Regions from separate parts of the Hordeum vulgare genome. Here region 1 is linked to region 2. Evidence: chromatin contacts called from public Hi-C data. All regions are on one chromosome and are shown on one strand. Each heading gives the region's core, a stretch centred on a gene start, on an enhancer-like site or on the middle of the called end of the contact. The rest is flanking DNA. Distances are from core to core; before and after follow the strand shown.

The links. Hi-C and Micro-C count contacts between places; a contact is called where the count stands out from the background.
Region 1: a contact with region 2 is called in a Hi-C map of seedling, with 6 times the contacts expected there. The contact joins the promoter of LOC123408825 here to the promoter of LOC123407428 in region 2. A contact is called at or near these places in 3 of 6 Hi-C or Micro-C datasets (leaf and seedling) and 1 of 1 datasets of contacts at active chromatin or transcription factors (embryo).

What each region holds. Positions count from the first base shown.
Region 1 is chr7H:110,914,052-110,921,379 of MorexV3_pseudomolecules_assembly, forward strand. LOC123408825 reads left to right here and starts at 2,870. Exons shown (of 2, transcript XM_045101864.1): 1 at 2,870-3,894; 2 at 3,995-4,909. The coding sequence starts at 3,817. The coding sequence ends at 4,525. LOC123408823 (endoglucanase 17) reads right to left here. Exons shown (of 6, transcript XM_045101863.1): 4 at 6,787-6,901; 5 at 6,498-6,661; 6 at 5,767-6,391. The coding sequence ends at 6,038.
Region 2 is chr7H:110,387,736-110,394,558 of MorexV3_pseudomolecules_assembly, forward strand. LOC123407428 (THO complex subunit 4D-like) reads right to left here and starts at 1,378. Exons shown (of 7, transcript XM_045100561.1): 1 at 1,098-1,378; 2 at 82-369. The coding sequence starts at 333.

The sequences.
Region 1 (7,328 bases), core at 1,620-4,119, 530 kb after region 2:
TCATGACCAGAGAGGTAATGAGTAGCATCAAGGATCTGAACATAAACTCTTCCACCAAGTAATCCAACTAGCATCAACTACAAAGAGTAATTAACACTACTAGCAACCTTACAAGTACCAATCGGAGTCGCGAGACGGAGATTGGTTACAAGTAATGAACTAGGGTTTGGAGATGAGATGGTGCTGATGAAGATGTTGATGGTGATGAGTCCCCTCTGATGAGAAGAATGTTGGTGATGACGATGGCGACGATTTCCCCCTCCGGGAGGGAAGTTTCCCCGGCAAGATCGTCCTGCCGGAGCTCTAGATTGATTATGCTCAAATTCCGCCTCGTGGCGTCGGCGAATCCACGAAAAAGCTCCTCCCTGATTTATTTTTTCCAGACGCAAACCTTCATATAGCAGAAGAGGGGGGCCAGTGGGCCAGCAGGCTGCCCACAAGCCCCCTTGGCACGGCCTGTGGGGGTGGTCGCAACGTGCAGGCTTGTGGCCACCTGCTGGCGCCCCTCTGGTGCTTCTTCGGCCCAGTATTTTTTATAAATCCAGAAAAAAATCCTCGTTGATTTTTATAGCGTTTGGAGTTGCGCAGAATAGGTATCTCAACTTTGCTCCTCTTTCAGGCCAGAATTCCAGCTGCCGACATTCTCCCTCTTCATGTAAACCTTGCAAAATAAGAGAGAAAATGCATAAGTATTGTACCGTGAAGTGAAATAACAGCCCAAGAAGCGATAAATATCAACATGAAAACATGATGCAAAATGGAAGTATCACACCCCTGCTCTTGTTGCGTCCTCGTGCAGCATCTGGACTCCCTCCTAAGATTCAAGATCTTCTTTTGGTCCTGGAAAAATCGTCAGAAAGTTCCTACGTGACTCTGTTTGGTACCTATTTTCTGAAAAGCCAAAAACACGCAAAAAATAGCGACTCACACTAGGCACTGAGTCAATAGGTTAGTTCCCAAAATAGATATAAAATTGTGTATAAATCATATAAGATTGATAAATAATAGCATGAAACAATAAAAACTATAAATACATTGGAGACATATCATGCACCTCTTCTTGATTTCCTCTATCTTCTCTTTTACTCCTTTCCATGTTCCTACGTGATTTCTTCCATTTTATCCCATTTTCAGTGGAAACACATCAAAGAGATGATTTTTTGGAATCATTTGCATTCATTAGTCACTAGTACCAATATCGGAGCGAATATCTCTATTTTAAAGACATAACTTGGTTTAAACAAAGGGTGAATGACTGTAAAACTCATACATGTTGTCGTAGTGCCGTCAACGGGTGAAAAGGAATTGTCCAACGATAAGAAACCCGGTCTATGAGGGGTGGCGACCATGGCAGCACCAATAAAATCACTCGTGTGCTAGGAGGAGGACCCATGTTGACTGTCATCTTCCCTTTAAGGATTTCTTTTATACTAAAACGCATTGTTACCGAAGACACGCGGCTTTGAAGATACTTGACCGAGATATGAGGAAATGGTACTTCCTTGCCATTGGCCAAGTATGATCGCAACGACCAAATTTTCCACACCAACATGATAACCTGATCCCTCTCAACTTCATTACAATTCACGAGCATATCCAACCAGTCTTTTCTAGTGTGAACTAGCCGATCATTGTGCCGCAAGACCCAAGCTGACCACATAAGATCACATAGGATGCAAGCCTGGCTAAAAAGGTAACCTTGAGCTATTCAGTACTTGTATGAGAAAAATTGAAGACTTTTGAGCTTTTCGTGATATTGCAAGCCTGGCTAAAAAGATGATTGAACTTGCAAGGCATGTCATATTTCTTGTTGGTTATCGCCACATTGAGTTGGTATTGGTACTATCAGTAGCAACGACACCAATTAAAAGGGTCTTCTCAGCGATGAAAATCATCAAGACTAAGTTGTGCGGCAAGATGTTCGATGGCTGGCTTAATGAGGTGTGTTACATTGAGAGAAGGATCTTCGAAAGTTATGATCTTGATAAAATTAAGGAAGTTTTTTAAAAGGAGGATATGACGGTGTCATTGCTTAGGTCTTGTAGATGTCATTGAAAGATTCATTGTTGGTATGTTTTATGTTGTCTTTCTATTGAAATATGTCAACATGTTCGTTGTACTTGGTTATTCGTTCGAGAATCACATAAAATAGTATTGTGCATTATTGATGTGTATTCACTCTTTTGGTTTCACATTAAAATAATCGTTGCTTAAGACTTCGCCTCACCTTAAACAAATTCCGTCCTCCTCCACTGCTTCTGTGCCAACTAGTCGTCACTTATCTCTTCCTCCAACTTCGGACCATGTAGAGAAAATGTTAATTGAAAATGCTAGTGTGAACACGAGTCTAAACCATATAATCTCGTTTTCCATAACTTTGAAAAAATCAGGTCATTTTAGTTTGAAAATACTATAAAGAAATGGGTAATCTTGGGGAAAGGACGTTTGGCTCCCGGAAGCCATGGAGGACGAAATTTTTGAAAAAATCAAAATTCAAAAATTTTGATTTGAAAAAATCTGAAAAAAATTATACAACTAAACAAGCGTGGGATTCATGTGTGTGTAAAATTTCAGACCAAAATACTTTAAGACGCGACCTGTACAAAAAAGACATATTCATTGTCTCGAAAGATAAATAGTGTCATGTGTTAAAAAGCTTTGGATTTGTCTTTTTTTCATAGCCCTCATTTCAACATATTTAGTTCTGAAAATTTACATACTTATGTATTACACCTTCATCTATCTATGTATTTTTTCAAAAAAAAATGTTAAAATATGATTTTTTATGAAATTTAAAGTTTGAATTTAAAGGCCTTCGTAGAGCTCGGCCTCCAAAAGCAATTTACCATACTCTTACATCTATAGAATCGAGACAGTATGTAGTGGGTGGGGTGGGCAGTGCGAGTAAACTATGTAGTTCATGAGGAAACAAAGCTAGATTCGCCACGCAGCCGATGAACAATAGGATAGAGACAGGGATATGGGCAGAACGGCGCATTTTCGTGGGGCATGGGGACAATTCGTTTGGAGCTGAAAAATCCAACCCCGGAATTCATTCCGACTCAATCAAATCGGCTGATTGGATCTAAAAGCGTCTACATAGCTAATCTTGGCCAAAGAAGAGACAACTAGACAATGACCGATCACGAAAAGCAGGACTAAACTCAAATCATCAGGGCTAACTTGTACCTTTTCCGGCCTATGGCAAAGCGGTGAGCAAACAGTGCATTCAGTTCAATGCATTGTACATCTATGGAAAACCTAGTCCTTGTCCCAATAGTGGCGTAATTGTGCCAGGGCGACTAGTCCAAACCGAACATTCTGACGTCACTTTCCAGTCAACCACACGCTCATCCAGATCAGGTCCTAGACCCATTTGAAATGCCGGAAACTTGGTGAGGAATTTACATGAACTTTATGCAAAAAATTACTGCCCACCGGCTGCAGGGTTTAGTGACACAAGTCACAAGACCCCTTCCCTTCCCTGAAGAGATCCAAATGTTGCAAGGGGGGATCGATCACGGGCTGCATGATGTACAGGCTCCTAAACTTGATGGAGCATATGCGCGCACAGTCGAGTCGTGCACTCGCGCTGTTGAGCCGTGGAAGTTACCAAATGCCGACAAGTGCAGGGAGCCACCACCGCACCGGCACCACGTCGCCGTCACGGCACCACACCACACACCCCCAGCCCCGATCAACTGCCCCCCGGCCTGGCCGATCCACAACTGCTTATAAACCCTTCGTCTTCCTCCTCCCACCTTCACCACCGCACCCTCGCCTCGCCTCCTTTCCGCCGGAGCGAGCGAGCGAGCGATGGACCTCGACGACGACATGATGCCCTACTCCCCGTCCGGCGACTCCTCGCCGTCCTCCTCCGACCTGGACACCGAGGTTTTTCGTCGAATTTCCTGGCTGGGTGCGGTCAGTTGCAGTTGCGCCGTTTTCTATCTTGCGTGCGCTGACGATGTTGTTAGTTTTGATCTGTTGGCAGTCGACGGGGTCCTTCTTCCCGGACAGGAGCACGACGCTGGGGACGCTGATGGGCGTGTCGGCGTTCGGGGGCGGCGCTGCGCAGCGGCGGATGGCTCGCGCGCCGCCGGGGCAGGAGAGCGAGAGGCCGACGCGGGCGGCAACGGAGGAGCGAGACGGGCGGCGGGCGGGCGGGTGGCGACGGAGGAGGCGGCGGCGGGGCGGGAGCTGGTGGCGGCTGTGCCGCGACGACGCCAGCGGGCCGCCGACGAGGCTGGGCGAGTTCCTGGACATGGAGCGGCAGCACGCCGGCGCCGACTTCCTGTGCGGCGGCGGCGGCGGCGGCCCGCAGGAGCCGGAGGCGCCCACGGTGGTGGCGACGCCGCTGTTCGAGGACGGGAGGGTGCGCCCGCCGCAGCAGCGCGCCGCCCCGCCGGAGGAGCGCGGGAGGTGGCGGCTGCAGCGGGCCGCGGAAGGGTCGTCGTCCACGTCCTCGTCGCTGGCCAGGCTCCCGGTGCTGCTCACCGGCATCTGCAGCGGCGGCGCGGGGTAGTGGCAACGCCCCGCAATTAACTGCCTCTCGGAGGGGCGTTTACGCCGTGTACGTGAAAGCCGACTGAATGCAGCATCATTCTTTTTCTTCATCCCACGGATTGATTCTCTCTGCCGCTGCCGCTGCCGCTTCATTTCTCCCATAATTATTCTTGTTCGGAATCGGACCCTCTGGGCTGGGCCAGTACAAAATTCTTCGTTTGATGCTTCGCTTCCCCTCTTTTCTTTCTCCTTTTGCTCTACTTTATTACTATCGAAAAGAATCGGAGGCAGTGCAACAAAAGTGACAAAACTATGTGCTCATGTTGTTACACCCCTCAGTTTTTTTTTACCTCCTGTACGTACTTGTGTAAATATCGAAAGTAATAAGAAAAATTTACGCAAAGCTGCAGTGGGCAAAGTAAAGTCGTTCGTATCTACTATATTCGACTATATACTGTTGTGCGCTGCCGTGCATGCATGCACCGCAGATCCGCAGCAGTGAGTGTATCACCGGTACAGGTGCGGCAACCGTGGCATTTTCTTCCCTGTCCGTGCAGTGCATGAAGCCCGATCCCATCGCACGGACGGAAGATACGCCACGTCGCCCGGCGATTCGAGTGCCAGCTGACCGCCGTGAGCGGACACGAAATCCCGACGCCATTGCACGGCGATCGACATTCGACGCGATCCACCGCATGGGCTCGTCTTCATCGGTCGCTCTCGGAATCAAGTTTGCGGCGATTGTGCCGCATCGGGCATGCTCGCCATGCCTGCTGCCCCCACGCGGCAGCAGAATGATGATGAGGAGGAGGTGTACGCAGAAAGAATTGCTTCTGGTTTGAAGCAAAGCTTCAGATTCCAGCAAGGGCCCAGAGGCCAGAAAAAGACGCGGCACCTGCACTGCTGCACATGACATGTCCACCAACGGACGAGGTCGCACGTGTTTTAACCTTATTAAGCTTAAACTGGATGGCAGCTCCAGCAGTTAAAGCCCGGATCTTCAATCGGCATTTCAGGCTGGTTCTATCATCGTTTCGTACCCCAAAAAAAAGGGAGTTGTGCTCGCTAAGCAACGCTGCATCATTGCATTGCAGATATGGAGTTGACCTTGGAGCTTGCATCATTGCGTGAAGGGCAGTGCCCACAGCTTTCCGGCGACATGTTTGGTCTCGCGATGACATTGACCTCTGAACTACAAGAAGTAGGGGAAGGTGGACGTAAATGCATCGCAACAAGCGTGACGAACTGACGATGATGATATAGTGGTAGATAGATATATTAGATTGCTTGTCTTGGCATGGCACGACCGATCCTTTTCCTGCCATTTTTTACAGGAAAGGATCGGCATCCGTTACACGTAGAAATATATAGAAATAATAATACAGGGGCAGCAAGGCAGCGGGACGGATCAGCCCATCGCAGCCCGTACAAAACAAGGACTACCAACCAGGCTTTCCTTCCTCGGCCCACGACCGCTAAAGAGGGCCACTCCACCGCATTGCCCGCAGCGAGTAGCGGGCCACATATATCTTCAGTCGGTGCCGTCGGACTGGGGCAGGTTGGGGTGGGCGGAGAAGTAGGCGAGGAGGCCCAGCAGCGGGGCGTTGATGTAGGTGGTGGGCTCGGACTGCTGGAAGACGGCCCGAGCGTCGGGGAAGTTGTCGCTGGTGTTGCTGGGCCCGCCCACCACGGCGCCGACGAGCAGGTTGGGGTTGGGCGCGCTGCTGCCGTAGTATGCCGCGCCGGCCTTGCATCCGATCCGCGCCGGGTGCGCCGACACCGACGGCAGCGAGCTCCCGCGGTGGTGGATGCGCCGCGGGAACCGCTCCCCGTACCCCACCATGTACGACATGCGCAGCGGGTTGTCGCCCAGGATGTAGTCCACCTGGCAGCAGCAGCAGCAGCAGAGGAAAACGAGGAGGAGGTCAGTGGGTCGTCGCGGCGCGGCGAGTTTCCGGCAGGAAAACACGGCGGCGGGTTTGGTGGCGGACCTGGCGCTTGGCGACGCGGCGGAGCACGACCGGCGAGGCGGAGGAGCCGCCGCACGGCACCCGCACGTTGGCGTGGCTGGCGTAGTTGGCGTAGGCGAGCAGGAGGAACGACAGCGACGTCACGTGCTGCATGTTGCTGTTGCCCACCTTGAACAGCAGGCCACCTGCATCGTCGATATTCAGACGGTTCAGAAAGGTTCTTCTCCACAGGCTGAACTACATGACACATACATCAAGCTAAATTGTGTGGAAATTACACTAGCCATGGGGTTGGCAATGGGAGGTTGACCTGGGGAGTACTCGATCTGGGGGTGGTTGGAGATCCCCGGGAGGAGGGTGCAGATGAAGTTGTCGGCGTTCACCTGGAACGACTTGAAGAAGGAGTCCTTGCCCATCAGCACCTCCTACACAGCCAAACACCACAGCAGCAGATCCCACCATCAGCGACCAGCCGAATCACTAATCCAACATTTCATCAGTAGTGCTACTAATGATAAGTGAAAAATGACAGTGGCTTTGGCACATCCCGCTACGATCGAGGCCCGTGAGCACGGTACTGAAAAGTCGCCCACAGCGCACTGCCCGATCCCCACTGTTCGCCTGTTTTACAGCACGGCACACGACCCCATGGGCAGACCGGGCCGGGCCAGGGCCAGGGCCAGTGTGTACTGACGACCGGGACAAACATGCTCGCCTGCCTGCTTTGATCCACTAACCAGCCTATCATCACTGGCAGCGCTGATAAAAATATACTAGTAGGTTTTGGTTAACCTATCCACATAGAATCTGGCCCCAACCAAGGTCCAGCAACGTGCAGTGGGAATCTAGGAT
Region 2 (6,823 bases), core at 128-2,627:
CATAGCCACTTCTTGTCAGGTATCTATTGTAATTTGGGTTCTTGAGGGTATACAGAAAAACAGCGATGATTTTGTGCTTGCCTTGGCAATAGCATACGATGACGAGCGAGTATTGACACCAAGTGGCCTTTGTGAAGGCACTCCCCTTCCACGGAAGGTTCCAACGCCATGTCCACGGCCTAAACCACGGCCTAGCCTTTGGCCATCACCTCTGCCTGACCTTTGGCCATCACCTCTGCCTCGACCAACTCTCTGTCCCCTTCCCCTTCCTCTTCCCCTCCCACTTCTGCTCTTAATCATATCATCGAGTGACATATCCAAAGCTGCCTCCATTTCAATGAAAACTTGAGATTCAATAGGGAGAAAGCCCTGCAAAAAGGACAAAGAAGTTTAATATTATGTATTGCTCAATTGTACTGATGTGGTGCAAGCAAGCAGAGTAACAAATATGCACGCACAGATAGGGGAAAAAAACTGGATATAAGGTCATTGGTTTCCACTAGTTGAGAAAAAGAACCATACCCCATAAGCAGCAGAACAATACAATTTTGAAAAGTTCAGCTCTTCCAAACTTCCTACTATGCTACTATTGTGCTCGTCCAACAAATACACTGTGGTACGAAGAATAGTAGGCTTATTAACTTCACTTTCTTCGAAGTTTTCGATGACATTCAGGATTACACTAACAATTAGTTTATCAGGTACACCGGGCATAGTAGTCCTTATCGGCTATCGCAGTCTGCCGCAAACAACCCCAAAACATAATTTGTAGAACACATCAGGTTCACTAGGACAACCTGGCTAGATCTCTGCATTACCCCTTCTTATCTTACTCTTCTAAGAAGCAACCAATCGACACCATGGGCACTACCATATCGCCTAATCTAGGCAGCCTCACTATCGGGGGTTCCCATAAGCGGTACTGAGCTGGAAAAAAAAATCCGGCACCCGTTCATGCCAATAACATGCACCGCGTTTGCCAAGAGCCCGCGGGATCCAACCGCGCTAGGGCTTTGCGCATGTTAGTGACTCAACCAACGGAGTATACTCGTACTGATGCCAATGCTACCGTAGTTCCAGAAGGGCGGGGAAGTCACCTCTGGGCCTGGGGGGGACCCCCTAGGGCTCTCCGGCGGCGGGCGGATCCTGGATCTGTGGGGCGGGGAATTCTTCTCCTCCGGTCGTTGGCAGGAAGCGCGGAAGGGAGGGCGAGGGGGGCTCAGATCTATGGGCCTTTGACGGCGGCGGTGTCGTTGTCGGTCTGCGCCTCGGCGAGGTCTGCCGACGGAGGGTCGGGGCGAGGGCGGATCCGGAGTTGAGAGGAGAGAGACGACTTCCTTCTAGGGGTGGAAGAGGAAGACGACTTGGTGCGGGTCCCAGGGGATTGGGCTCTGCTTTTATTTGCTGCCGGTGGGAGGGAGATAACTTTTTTTTTTAGGCAAGGGGAGGGAGGAAAATCCTATACGCCGCTCACCTCGTAATGTCGACGCTTCGCACAGGGTTTGCCGGAGCGATCGACGCAGTGGCCGGCCGAATTGCTAGCGAAGCTTTCTTTGTCTCAACAAGTCTCCCCTAATAATAAAGCGCGCAGCGCTTCTATGGTCCGTAGTCGGTCATTTTGCAGAAAAACCCTCGCAGTTTCAGGTAATTAATCCGTAGTCCAATTTTAAGTAAGAACGAACCGTTTCCTGTCATTTTACACAAAAGCCCTCATAGTTTTAGATAATCAACCCGCGGTCCATCTTGTAGTCACAGCCGAACCGTTTTTTGCATTTTTCGAAAAACTCCCTGATGTTTCAGGTAATCAACCCGCCTCCTCTCGCTCCTCGTCCCCTGCCTCCTCGCCTTCGTCCTCCTCCGCTTCTCCGCCCTGCTGGACCCCGGCGCCGCCGTGCCCCGCGTCAAGCGGTCCCCTTCCCTGCCCCTCCGCTTCCGCCATGACGGCGCCTTCAAGATCCTCCAGGTCGGCACCTTCGCTCGCTCGCTCGCTCGCCTGATTTCCCCTGCATGCTCGCGCCTCGCCCGCTGACCCTTGCTCGCAGGTAGCGGACATGCACTTCGGCAACGGCACCGCCACGCGCTGCCGGGACGTGGCGCCGGAGGTCGGCGGCGCGCGCTGCTCCGACCTCAACACGACCCGGTTCCTGCGCCGACTCATCGAAGCGGAGAGGCCCGACCTCATAGCCTTCACCGGTGCGTGCTTTGGGTTGCTCCCCCGCCGCTTCTCTTCTCACACAGCCACTGCTAGGTGGCCATCTAGCTCCAGAGATCGCGACTCCAGCCCATGGGATCTCCCCTGGCAGTCCCTACCATTGATAGTCTTGCAGATTTGTCAGTTGAAATGATGCAACGGCATTGAAATTGGATCCAATCGATTAGTTGGTCACTTTGCCTGTAACACACCAGCGATATACAGCGGCAAAGTTGGTGCTCTATGTGGTGCCAGCTTGATGGAGCTTGTGAGTTGACTTTATGAATGCTTCCCGTTTGCATTCAGATTTCAGAGGGGGTGGCTGGAAATGTTCACTATGGGTTACACTCTTATCGCCTATCTACTTGTAGCTCATCGACGCTCGACTGTTATTGATGGCATTTGTATAACCCCGCGACCCCGCGGGAATTTACTTCGCAAGAAATGTGGACCCATTGTCACTGATGCTTACGGGTTTAACACTGGACAGAGCTAATGTCAGAGTACTAAGCTTACATTCTTCTTTTATAATTATATCTGAGCGAGTTCTCTGATGTATGCAAGGGATTCACACATCGCTCCTCTTGGTTCTGAACTTCTGACGATGGCCATCGTCGGCAACACAAATGTGATGTCATATGAAAATATATTGCGTTCAAAGCGTGTGTTATTTTCTCTTCCGTTGCAACGCACGGTTTTTTTGCTAGTACTATCAAAAGAACCGTACGTTGCAACGGGAGATAAAATAATACATGTTTTTAATGTAATAACCATGACTCAAGGCCCTAATAGGTTTATGTTTTTTATTTTAACATGGCATCTCATTTGAATTACCGACAATAACCTTAGTGTTCACATATGCCCGTGTGTTGCAACATGAATATTTGATGTGTCCAACATGAAATATAAAATTTATAGAAGTCTTCAAAGCACTTTATTTAAACTAGCAAAAGGGCCCGTGCGTTGAAACGGGAGAAAAAAATACCACACGCTTTTAATTTTTTTATAATCATTTTGATTTATTAAAATAATAAGCTAACTAACTAATGTAGTGAGTCCTATCCTATTTTCTTGAGAAATCAACCCGTCCATTGTTAATTTCACCATGATGAGAAATTGAGTGGGACAAGCAAAACAAAACAAAGGAGCTACGTGAAGTGATCAATGGACTGTTATCTTATTTCACTCATGGATTAAAGAATGTGGGATCAGATGACAAACTGAAGGTGGTGTTCCATTCTCTGTCTCTACAACAATATAATCTTACATTCAATAGATTCATTCATCAACAAACAAATCCCCATAAAACAAATTTTCTTGCCGGTGCTTGGCACACGGTTAGAGGCATGGGGAGGGGATCTCACCGGATGATGAGTTCCTGCCGGAGGAGGGTATACGATGAGGGGAGCAAAGGTTAGGCGCTTCTATCTGGCCATAAGGAGTCGTCGTTGCCGCCCCATAACCTCGGAGTTCCCCATGTGAGCCATGGAGGCCCGCCTCCACCTCCAAGTACTTCGCTCCGCCGCGCCTTATCCGCGCGCCGCCACCATTCTGCATCGAGCAGACGCATCATCCATAGTCACTGTAGCTGTCGCGTTGATTTGATCCAGAAGTTGTGCTCGAGCGCCGAAACGGGGGCAGCAAGCGGGCAGAGGTACGACCGCGGAGGCCGGTGGGTTGAGATCGACAACAGTGGTGGTTGAGGTCAGCCGCGGTGGCGAGTGGTGTGGCAGAGAATGTGTGATCAGATGACAAACTGAAGGTGGTGTTCCATTCTCTGTCTCTACAACAATACAATCTTACATTCAATACATTCATTCATCAGCAAACAAATCCCCACAAAACAAAATTTCTTGCTGGTGCTTGGCACACGGTTGGAGGCATGGGGAGGGGATCTCACCGGATGATGAGTTGCTGCCGGAGGAGGGGATACGATGAGGGGAGCAAGGGTTAGGCGCCTCTATCTGGCCATAAGGATTCGCCGTTGCCGCGCCATAACCTCGGAGTTCCCCGTGTGAGCCATGGAGGCCCGCTCCACCTGCAAGTACTTCGCTCCGCAGCGCCTTATCCGCGCGTCGCCACCGTTCTGCATCGAGCAGAAGCATCATCCATAGTCACTGTAGCTGTCGCATTGATTTGATCTAGAAGCTGTGCTCGAGCGCCGAAACGGGGGCAGCAAACAGGCAGAGGTACGGCCGTGGAGGCGGGTGGGTTGAGATCGACAACTGTGGTGGTTGAGGTCGGCCGCGGCGGCGAGTGGTGTGGCAGAGAATGTGTGATCAGATGACAAACTGAAGGTGTTGTTCCATTCTCTGTCTCTACAACAATACAATCTTACATTCGATACATTCATTCATCAGCAAACAAATCCCCACAAAACAAAATTTCTTGCCGGTGCTTGGCACACGGTTGGAGGCATGGGGAGGGGATCTCACCGGATGATGAGTAGCTGCCGGAGGAGGGGATACGATGAGGGGAGCAAGGGTTAGGCGCCTCTATCTGGCCATAAGGAGTCGTCGTTGCCGCGCCATAACCTCGGAGTTCCCCGTGTGAGCCATGGAGGCCCGCCTCCACCTCCAAGTACTTCGCTCCGTCGCGCCTTATCCGCGCGCCGCCACCGTTCTGCATCGAGCAGACGCATCATCCATAGTCACTGTAGCTGCCGCGTTGATTTGATCCAGAAGCTGTGCTCGAGCGCCGAAACGGGGGCAGCAAGCGGGCAGAGGTACGGCCGCGGAGGCGGGTGGGTTGAGATCGACAACAGTGGTGGCTGAGGTCGGCCGCGGTGGCGAGTGGTGTGGCAGAGAATGTGTGATCACATGACAAACTGAAGGTGGTGTTCCATTCTTTGTCTCTACAACAATACAATCTTACATTCAATACATTCATTCATCAGCAAACAAATACCCACAAAACAAAATTTCTTGCCGGTGCTTGGCACACGGTTGGAGGCATAGGGAGGGGATCTCACCGGATGATGAGTTGATGCCGGAGGAAGGGATACGATGAGGGGAGCAAGGGTTAGGCGCCTCTATCTGGCCATAAGGATTCGCCGTTGCCGCGCCATAACCTCGGAGTTCCCCGTGTGAGCCATGGAGGCCCGCCTCCACCTGCAAGTACTTCACTCCGCAGCGCCTTATCCACGCGCCGCCACCGTTCTGCATCGAGCAGAAGCATCATCCATAGTCATTGTAGCTGTCGCGTTGATTTGATCCAGAAGCTGTGCTCGAGCGCCAAAACGGGGGCAGCAAGTGGGCAAAGGTACGGCCGTGGAGGCGGGTGGGTTGAGATCGACAACAGTGGTGGTTGAGGTCGGCCGCGGTGGCGAGTGGTGTGGCAGAGAATGTGTGATCAGATGACAAACTAAAGGTGGTGTTCCATTCTCTGTCTCTACAACAATACAATCTTACATTCAATGCATTTATTCATCAGCAAACAAATCCCCACAAAACAAAATTTCTTGCAGGTGCTTGGCACACGATTGGAGGCATGGGGAGGGGATCTCACCGGATGATGAGTTGCTGCCGGAGGAGGGGATACGATGAGGGGAGCAAGGGTTAGGCGCCTCTATCTGGCCATAAGGAGTCGTCGTTGCCGCGCCATAACCTCGGAGTTCCCCGTGTGAGCCATGGAGGCCCGCCTCCACCTCCAAGTACTTCGCTCCGCAGCGCCTTATCCGCGCGCCGCCACCGTTCTGCATCGAGCAGAAGCATCATCCATAGTCACTGTAGCTGTCGCATTGATTTGATCTAGAAGCTGTGCTCGAGCGCCGAAACGGGAGCAGCAAACGGGCAGAGGTACGGCCGTGGAGGCGGGTGGGTTGAGATCGACAACTGTGATGGTTGAGGTCGGCCGCGGCGGCGAGTGGTGTGGCTGAGAATGTGTGATCAGATGACAAACTGAAGGTGTTGTTCCATTCTCTGTCTCTACAACAATACAATCTTACATTCAATACATTCATTCATCAGCAAACAAATCCCCACAAAACAAAATTTCTTGCCGGTGCTTGGCACACGGTTGGAGGCATGGGGAGGGGATCTCACCGGATGATGAGTTGCTGCCGGAGGAGGGGATACGATGAGGGGAGCAAGGGTTAGGCGCCTCTATCTGGCCATAAGGAGTCGTCGTTGCCGCGCCATAACCTCGGAGTTCCCCGTGTGAGCCATGGAGGCCCACCTCCACCTCCAAGTACTTCGCTCCATCGCGCCTTATCTGCGCGCCGCCACCGTTCTGCATCGAGCAGACGCATCATCCATAGTCACTGTAGCTGCCGCGTTGATTTGATCCAGAAGCTGTGCTCGAGCGCCGAAACGGGGGCAGCAAGCGGGCAGAGGTACGGCCGCGGAGGCGGGTGGGTTGAGATCGACAACAGTGGTGGCTGAGGTCGGCCACGGTGGCGAGTGGTGTGGCAGAGAATGTGTGATCAGATGACAAACTGAAGGTGGTGTTCCATTCTTTGTCTCTACAACAATACAATCTTACATTCAATACATTCATTCATCAGCAAACAAATACCCACAAAACAAAAATTCTTGCTGGTGCTTGGCACACGGTTGGAGGCATGGGGAGGGGATCTCACTGGATGATGAGTTGATGCCGGAGGAGGGGATACGATGAGGGGAGCAAGGGTTA